2 separate regions of the Xenopus laevis genome follow, and region 2 is linked to region 1. The links are chromatin contacts, called in public Hi-C maps. All regions are on one chromosome and are shown on one strand. The core of a region is the stretch at or near the end of the contact, and the rest is flanking DNA. Distances in the headings are between cores, read along the strand shown.

Region 1 (4,197 bases), core at 888-3,387:
AGCCTTGAATTCATGAACACAATTCTAAAACATGTAACCAAGATAAGAGACTTAGGAATTAATATTGAAGCAAGTTATCTATATTAGGGAAACTTATCTTTATATAGAACAAGGTCTGCTTATAGAGATTGCTGCTCTTAAAAATCTTTCAAGTCATTTAAATTGCCTCTCTTTCATGTGACAAAGCACTTAAAAATACCTTCCTTTCTCTATACATTGATAAAGTTGCATGCTGCAAACTGGTGTAATCATGTAAAAATGTGGATGTGCGTTTTTGTGCTACTGTTCAGTTATCATTTCAAATACAGCAGAATGTATTCTGGTTCTTGTATTTATGACAGTAACACCAAAAAATTAAAGTGTTTTAAAGTAATGAAAAGACAGGTATGGGAATCTGTTATCCGGAAACCCCTTATGCAGAAAGCGCCGAATTATGAAAACTCCGTTTTATCCAGATCTTTTAAAATGATTTCCTTTATCTGTGTAAAAATAAAACTGTACCTTGTACTTTATCGAAACTAAGACATTATTAATCCTTATTGGAAGGAAAACAATCCTATTGGTTTATTTACTGTTTACATGATTTTCTAGTAGACTTAAGGTAGAAAGATCCATTATATGGAAAACGCCAGGTCCTGACTATTTTGGATAACTGGTCCCATGCCTGAGGTGTTTGCTTCAGAAACACTACTGTAGTTCATATAAACAAGCTGCTGTGTAGCTGGAATTGAAAAAAAGGCTATTTGGCACAGGTTAAATAGTGTAACCTTAGCCTTTTCTCCTTTGAATGGCTGCCCCCATTGCTACACAGCAGCTTATTTATATAAACAATAGTAGTATTTCTAAAGCAAACACAGCAGTTTTACCAATGCAGGGCAACACTGCATTCTATTTTTATTACTTTAAAACACTTATTTTTTGATGTTACTGTTACTTTAAGTTCAGGTATAGAGATTTATTTTAAGTCTTACATTTTCAATTTGTACTTAATCATCACTTAGAAATACTTAATCATCCTGTATAGTGATGGGCGAATCTAACCTGAAAATTTGCCAAAATGCATTGAAGTCTATGGACGACAACCTTTTTGACACAGAGTAATTTTCTACACCCATTAGAGTCTGTGGGCGTCATTTTTGCTGCGAAATTTGCCGAAAATTTCGCTCATCTCTAATCCTGTACCCTTTTTTGGGCTACTGGATGTGATTCATTGCTCACTTGCATAATGCTTATTCTTTCCAAGGAATTGGAGCAAACTTGCGTGCTAGTGCACTGTATTTTCTATTATTGACGTACAGAAGCAGTACCAGTTATTTTACCCACTTGCTTGAAGGAAGAGAATGAATCATCTGCTTAATTGGGGAAAACCGATCATTAACTGTCGTAGAGGCCACCTCTGTTGGGCTGCTGAATTTCACATACTTTTACGGGCCACTCAATTAACAGACACAAAGTCAGTCTTGAATTGGAGAATAAACCATGTATGGTTGACTGGATTTTCAGGCAGAAGATGTGTAATAATATTATCCCAGTCCCCATGTAAAAAAGTACTGATCCAATGGCATTAACTAATTTATCCTGTTTATCCTATATTTCAGTTTCTATGGAATACTGAATCTTAACCACAGGATGTCAAAACACTGCTTTTGACAGTGCTTTTAATTGCCGATGTCAAAACACAGCCAGGCTTATATGTATAGCCAGGGAAGTGGATCCTTGACTTCTTTCCCAGAATTCATCCTGATCTGCTTAAGAATGAGCATGGTATTGCCACAACCAAAATGTAAATTTTTTTTTTTTTTTTTTTTTTTTTTTCAATGAAAGCATATTGCCAAATTAATTTGCTTCACAAGACCTGAAATATTTCACAAACTGTAGATATCTGGCTTACTGATGTAATTATTCTTGTAGTTACTTTGTATAAAAACTGTTTTTATTGTATCATTTCTTGCTCTTTTTTTTTTTTTATACATTTTTTTTTTTCTTGTGGATGTATCTTTTTGGATGAGGCTGGCTGAGTGCCATGGTTTGCTGGAAGTGATGCTGATGACACAGACAGGTTCTACTGGCTGGAGTTTGTCCTGTGTGTGGTGTTCTCATTTAGGTATTTATTATCTGAGCTTCCGGTTCTCAACCAAAGGGCTGCTGCCTGTACGATAATCAAAGCAGTTAAATCTGGTTGTATCTGCTCCTCTATACTGAAGGAGCCAGAAGCTAAACATCCTGTATTTATTATTGTCCAAATCCTTAGTACTGAATCTCTCTAGTAAAAACTGGAATGTCGCTGACCAGCAGAAGCCATAAAAGCCTGGTTATTGTATTTTTCTAGCTACGGACACAATTACCTGATTTACATATAAATGGTGGGAAATAAAAAAATGTTCTGTTTGCTGTTTATATTAGTGGAACCAATGAAAATGTTAAACTATACACAATATATATATATATATATATATATATATATATATATATATATATATATATATATATAATATCAAAACAGGGGGGTTGTGGGAGCACTCTAAAGGCTTTAAAGTATATATATAAGTATAATAAATGCTATTGCATATGTACCCAAAACAGGGGTTATTTTGTTACAAAGTTATGATCATAAAATTGATAAGCCACCATACCACGTCAAGGTAAACCCCAAATGGCGGTCCCTAACTTGTTTTATATTTTATGTGCATTTTAGCATTACCTGTAATCAATGTCCATTGAACGCTGTTTTTTCACTGAGGGCTAAATCCTCCCCAGCCAGCAATCAGGCTTTTAAAGGAGAGATATTCCCAAAACAAACGCCCAATTTTAAAAGCATAGGATCACCACTAGTTTAAAGGGGGGGTATGGGGTGCTACAACCACTGAAGCTATGCCACAGCTCCTGGCTAAATATACAATATCAAAACAGGGGGGTTGTGGGAGCACTCTAAAGGCTTTAAAGTATATATATAAGTATAATAAATGCTATTGCATATGTACCCAAAACAGGGGTTATTTTGTTACAAAGTTATGATCATAAAATTGATAAGCCACCATACCACGTCAAGGTAAACCCCAAATGGCGGTCCCTAACTTGTTTTATATTTTATGTGCATTTTAGCATTACCTGTAATCAATGTCCATTGAACGCTGTTTTTTCACTGAGGGCTAAATCCTCCCCAGCCAGCAATCAGGCTTTTAAAGGAGAGATATTCCCAAAACAAACGCCCAATTTTAAAAGCATAGGATCACCACTAGTTTAAAGGGGGGTATGGGGTGCTACAACCACTGAAGCTATGCCACAGCTCCTGGCTAAATATACAATATCAAAACAGGGGGGTTGTGGGAGCACTCTAAAGGCTTTAAAGTATATATATAAGTATAATAAATGCTATTGCATATGTACCCAAAACAGGGGTTATTTTGTTACAAAGTTATGATCATAAAATTGATAAGCCACCATACCACGTCAAGGTAAACCCCAAATGGCGGTCCCTAACTTGTTTTATATTTTATGTGCATTTTAGCATTACCTGTAATCAATGTCCATTGAACGCTGTTTTTTCACTGAGGGCTAAATCCTCCCCAGCCAGCAATCAGGCTTTTAAAGGAGAGATATTCCCAAAACAAACGCCCAATTTTAAAAGCATAGGATCACCACTAGTTTAAAGGGGGGGTATGGGGTGCTACAACTACTGAAGCTATGCCACAGCTCCTGGCTAAATATACAATATCAAAACAGGGGGGTTGTGGGAGCACTCTAAAGGCTTTAAAGTATATATATAAGTATAATAAATGCTATTGCATATGTACCCAAAACAGGGGTTATTTTGTTACAAAGTTATGATCAGTGAAAAAACAGCGTTCAACGGACATTGATTACAGGTAATGCTAAAATGCACATAAAATATAAAACAAGTTAGGGACCGCCATTCGGGGTTTACCTTGACGTGGTATGGTGGCTTATCAATTTTATGATCATAACTTTGTAACAAAATAACCCCTGTTTTGGGTACATATGCAATAGCATTTATTATACTTATATATACTTTAAAGCCTTTAGAGTGCTCCCACAACCCCCCTGTTTTGATATTATATATATATATATATATATATATATATATATATATATATATATATATATATATACATGCTGTAGTAATGGATCAGCACACTCATTCACTCATTGTAGAAGTGAATAAAGTGTTTTTATTGG
Region 2 (4,175 bases), core at 433-2,932, 79 kb after region 1:
GATTAGCACCCAGGTTGTCTATTTGGCTCAAGGTTGTGCGTCTCGTGATATATATATATATATATATATATATATATATATATATATATATATATCTATATATATATATCTCAAACAAGGGAAAGTTGTGCTCACCACTAATTGTTAAAACCATTAGGCGGGGGTGCAATGAGGCTGTGACCACAAAATACATATAGACAAGCGGAACTTTGAGTCTATGGCCATCTTAAGTCCTCGGAGTGCTGCCACTTTGCATTTATATTCTATTTTTGATTGGATTAGCACCCAGGTTGTCTATTTGGCTCAAGGTTGTGCGTCTCGTGATATATATATATATATATATATATATATATATATATATATATATCTCAAACAAGGGAAAGTTGTGCTCACCACTAATTTTTAAAACCATTAGGCGGGGGTGCAATGAGGCTGTGACCACAAAATACATATAGACAAATACAAGATTCCTCTGCACTCAACCCATTATCAATATATTTAAGACAGAGACATTTTGTGCTACTGCTACTAAAAAATGCAGTAAGTTGCAGGTAAAACTTAGTCCATTTGTTAAATGTATAATGAAGCAATAGAATTCTTAATGAATCAGATGAAAATTGAGCGTAGGACTGGCCAGATATGGGATGACTGACGTAGTTGGTCAGCTTAAATATATTGCAATATATGGACAAACAATCCCTGTGTTGTTTAAAGGGTAAGGCATTTTTCAGTAGCTGTATGCACAAAATGTCTCTGTCTTAAATATATTGATAATGGGTTGAGTGCAGAGGACTCTTGTATTTTTTATATATATATATATATATATATATATATATATATATATATATATATATATATATATATATATATATATATATATATATATATATATATAGTCATAGAAAATTATCTGCACTCACAGGTCTTAAAAATTCAACATTATTTATTTTTTAAAAGGCCTATCATAAGGCCTTTCTCAAAGTCTTCTCAAGGACTTTGAGAAAGTCCTTAGGATAGGCGTCAGTCCTTACCTTTTAAAAAATAAATAATGTTGAATTTTTAATACCTGTGAGTGCGGATCATTTTCTATGAACATATATGCAATTTCTGACTCTGCACCCAGGCATATCAATGATTTATTCGTGAGTGCTGGCTCTTCACTGAACTATATATATATATATATATATATATAATTATTATATAAATTGTATATAATATTTCCTTATAAATCCCAATAAGCAGCTAATTACTCTGTGGGTGTGTAGTGTAAGACATCCTTGCACCGGAACCCCTGCATGCTGCTGGAATCCTGTCACTAAAGCTCCTAAGGCACTTAAATCTCATTAATAGCAGAATTTCTGTTGCTGGTATGTGAATGAATGTGCAGGTGTAAAGGCCGAGCCTTCAGTGCCACACCCATGTGCCAGATCACATTTCCTGTATGAGCTCATGGCTGACGGCATTGTTAGTGGGTGGATGTCTCTCTGGCATATTTGCTTGGTGGGAAAAAAAAGCGAGTCCTATAATTATGTATGTGATTTGGTCTCTGGCCAGCTTTGAAAAGTACACACAAGACATTCAAGGTGCCGCCTTTGAGATCTATAGTCCTTCCCTGCTGCTGCTGCTGCCGAGACAAGGAAATAAAAGGGAAAAACCCAAAGAGGTGAACGGGTGCTTACACTTCAGTGTGAGAGGTCACAAGATGTTTAGTCATTAATCCCACACTTCAGATCCTTTGTACTCACTAAACTAACAGTGCAGTCGCTGACAGCTGAAGCCTTTCAAAATGACGCCACAAAATGCACATAGGATATGCCTGCTTGATTAAATTCAATAAAAACGGATTTTGTATGGAATTTAGTAGGTCTGCGTTTTTTCGCAACAATTTTTTTATATTATGAACACATTTCCTAAGGGCAGGATGACTATAATACAATACATTTTTGCAGCTTCAAAAGCACACCATGTTACTGCAAAAAATAAGGCAGTTTTTAGGGTAAGGCAGGAATCAAAGTGTCCCAGGACCATAGCCTTAGATGGACTTTAAAATATTTTTGGTAAACATACGATCTATGTATTATTTATTTTAAAGGGGTTGTTCACATTTAAATTAACTTTTAGTACAGTGGCGGAACTACTGGGGGTGCGAGCGGGCCAGGGCCCACACCCCCTCAGGGCCCCCTGGCGGCTTGCACTCCCGCACCAGGGCCTGGCACCCTCTAGTTACGTTACTGTTTTAGTATTATGTAGACATTGATATTCTGAGCAGTTGTTTTTTTACTATTTATTATTTTTTTCAGTAATTTAGCCTTTGGTTCAGCAGCTCTTCAGTTTGGTATTTCAGCAGCTGTATGATAGAGAGAAGCCAAGTTCTCCCCTCTGCTCCACCATCTCTCTGCACTGACAGGCACAGTGTTGATCTTTGAGTGGACACACACAGCAGATATCAGCGAGAAAATTCTTAGTTTTTAATTTTCACACACCAATATGTGGTTGTGCAAACAGAACAATGCCGTGCCTGTCAGTGCAGAGACACGGTGGAGGGGAGAGCATTGTCTTTTCACTGCAGCAGAAGATGCCAAGGCATTCTATGCAGAAGAGACTCCATGTTCTCCCCCACAAAAAAACTCCTAGTAGGCAAGGGGTTGGTAGTGTTATTTCTGACTCGTAGCTGTAATTTGTTTTGTTGACATCATGACTACTGACGACATTGGTGGCTTCCATGTGAATTTGCAAGTTTATCAAAGTTGATATCCTTTGTATACTGACATGTGATAACTGCAGCCCTGCAGTATCTGTAAAATGCTATGGTATTCTCACAATTGTTTTGGTTCTGTGCTCATGAATATGTACAAGACATTCTCTCCCTTTCTTTCTCTACCAGCAGATTGATTTATTTAGCTTTTTTGAAAACTTTCAATCTTAATAGTATATAGTTAATGGGATTCTGTCAAGGGAAAACATGTTTTTTTTTACAAAATGCATCAGTTAATAACGCTCCTCCAGCATAATCCTGGATTGAAATCTGTTTTTCAAAAGAACAAACAGATATTTAAAATTGTATTTTGAAATCTGACATGGGGCTAGATATGTTGACAATTTCCCAGGTGCCCCCAGTCATGTGACTTGTTCTCTTATAAACTTTAATCACTCTTTACTGCTACACTGCAAGCTGGAGTGATATTAACCCCCCAACAGCCCATCAGCAGAACAATAGGAAGTTATCCAACCAGATAAAAGCTCCCTGCCTCCAGCATTTCTAAAAATGGTCCCATGCCCCACCTAGTGATAGATATGAGAAGAGCACTCAATGGTAAAAATCCAATTCCAACTAACCCAAGTCTGGACTGCTTCAGTTAAAATGAGTAGGAGAAACAATAGCTTATCTGAAAGCAGTTCCATTGTGAAGAGCTGGCTCTTTCTAAAAGCACATGACCAGGCAAAATGAGATGGCTGCTTACACACCAATAATACAACTAAAAAAATACATTTTATTGTTTCAAGAATAACATTTTAAATGGTAGAATGAATTATGTGCAATGTACACCGTGTAATTTAGTAATAAAAACTATGCCATAAAAATCATGAGAGAATTCCTTTAATAAGGCTGGGCGGGACAGGAGCTGGGTTGGATGAGTAAGGGTGCTCATTAGTATATAGTAAAGAAACTGGCTGTAAAATGTGCAATTAAAGAAGGATTTCTCAGTTTCACCACTTCTTTTGCCAAATGCCTCCACTGTTTCAGAGAACATAACATTATTAATAACGTTGTACCTAGAGGAAGTTCTGGATCCGTTTTGTAGCATTGTAGGTTTTGCCACTCTTTAGAACCTGGTATATTACAGTATACAGTGTTTGTAATGAGCCATCACTATTCTTTAGAAATTACTCTAGAAAAGTTTGTTATTACATCTCCATTTTCAGCCTTACCTATTTGTGAGGCTTAGAACACTGCTGTGCTTTTATAAAATAATTGCAGGTATCTGATCTGAAGGGGCAGATTTATTAAGGGTCGAATTGTAAATTAATTTTCAAAAAATTTTGGTGTCAAAATTCACAAATTAGAATATAAATCCCCCAATTCGAATGTAAATTTGAATGTGAGATTTATCACACCTCGACCATAGAAACAGTTTTAATTTGTATATTCGCCACCTAAAACCTGCCGAGTTCAT

The links. A called contact is a pair of places that touch in the nucleus more often than the background predicts.
Region 2: a Hi-C map of the XTC cell line shows a contact between it and region 1, with 3 times the contacts expected there. The contact joins two enhancer-like sites. A contact is called at or near these places in 2 of 4 Hi-C or Micro-C datasets (the XL177 cell line and the XTC cell line).

The regions. Positions count from the first base shown.
Region 1 is chr6L:120,500,119-120,504,315 of Xenopus_laevis_v10.1, forward strand. All of the region lies in intron 5 of spidr.L (DNA repair-scaffolding protein), which reads left to right. Among protein-coding and RNA genes, the nearest start is that of spidr.L, 14 kb to the left of the region's middle. Within about 2 kb of position 2,138, at least 1 of the 7 cell types and tissues checked has an H3K27ac peak or open chromatin away from gene starts, as enhancers often do.
Region 2 is chr6L:120,579,194-120,583,368 of Xenopus_laevis_v10.1, forward strand. All of the region lies in intron 8 of spidr.L (DNA repair-scaffolding protein), which reads left to right. Among protein-coding and RNA genes, the nearest start is that of spidr.L, 93 kb to the left of the region's middle. Within about 2 kb of position 1,683, at least 1 of the 7 cell types and tissues checked has an H3K27ac peak or open chromatin away from gene starts, as enhancers often do.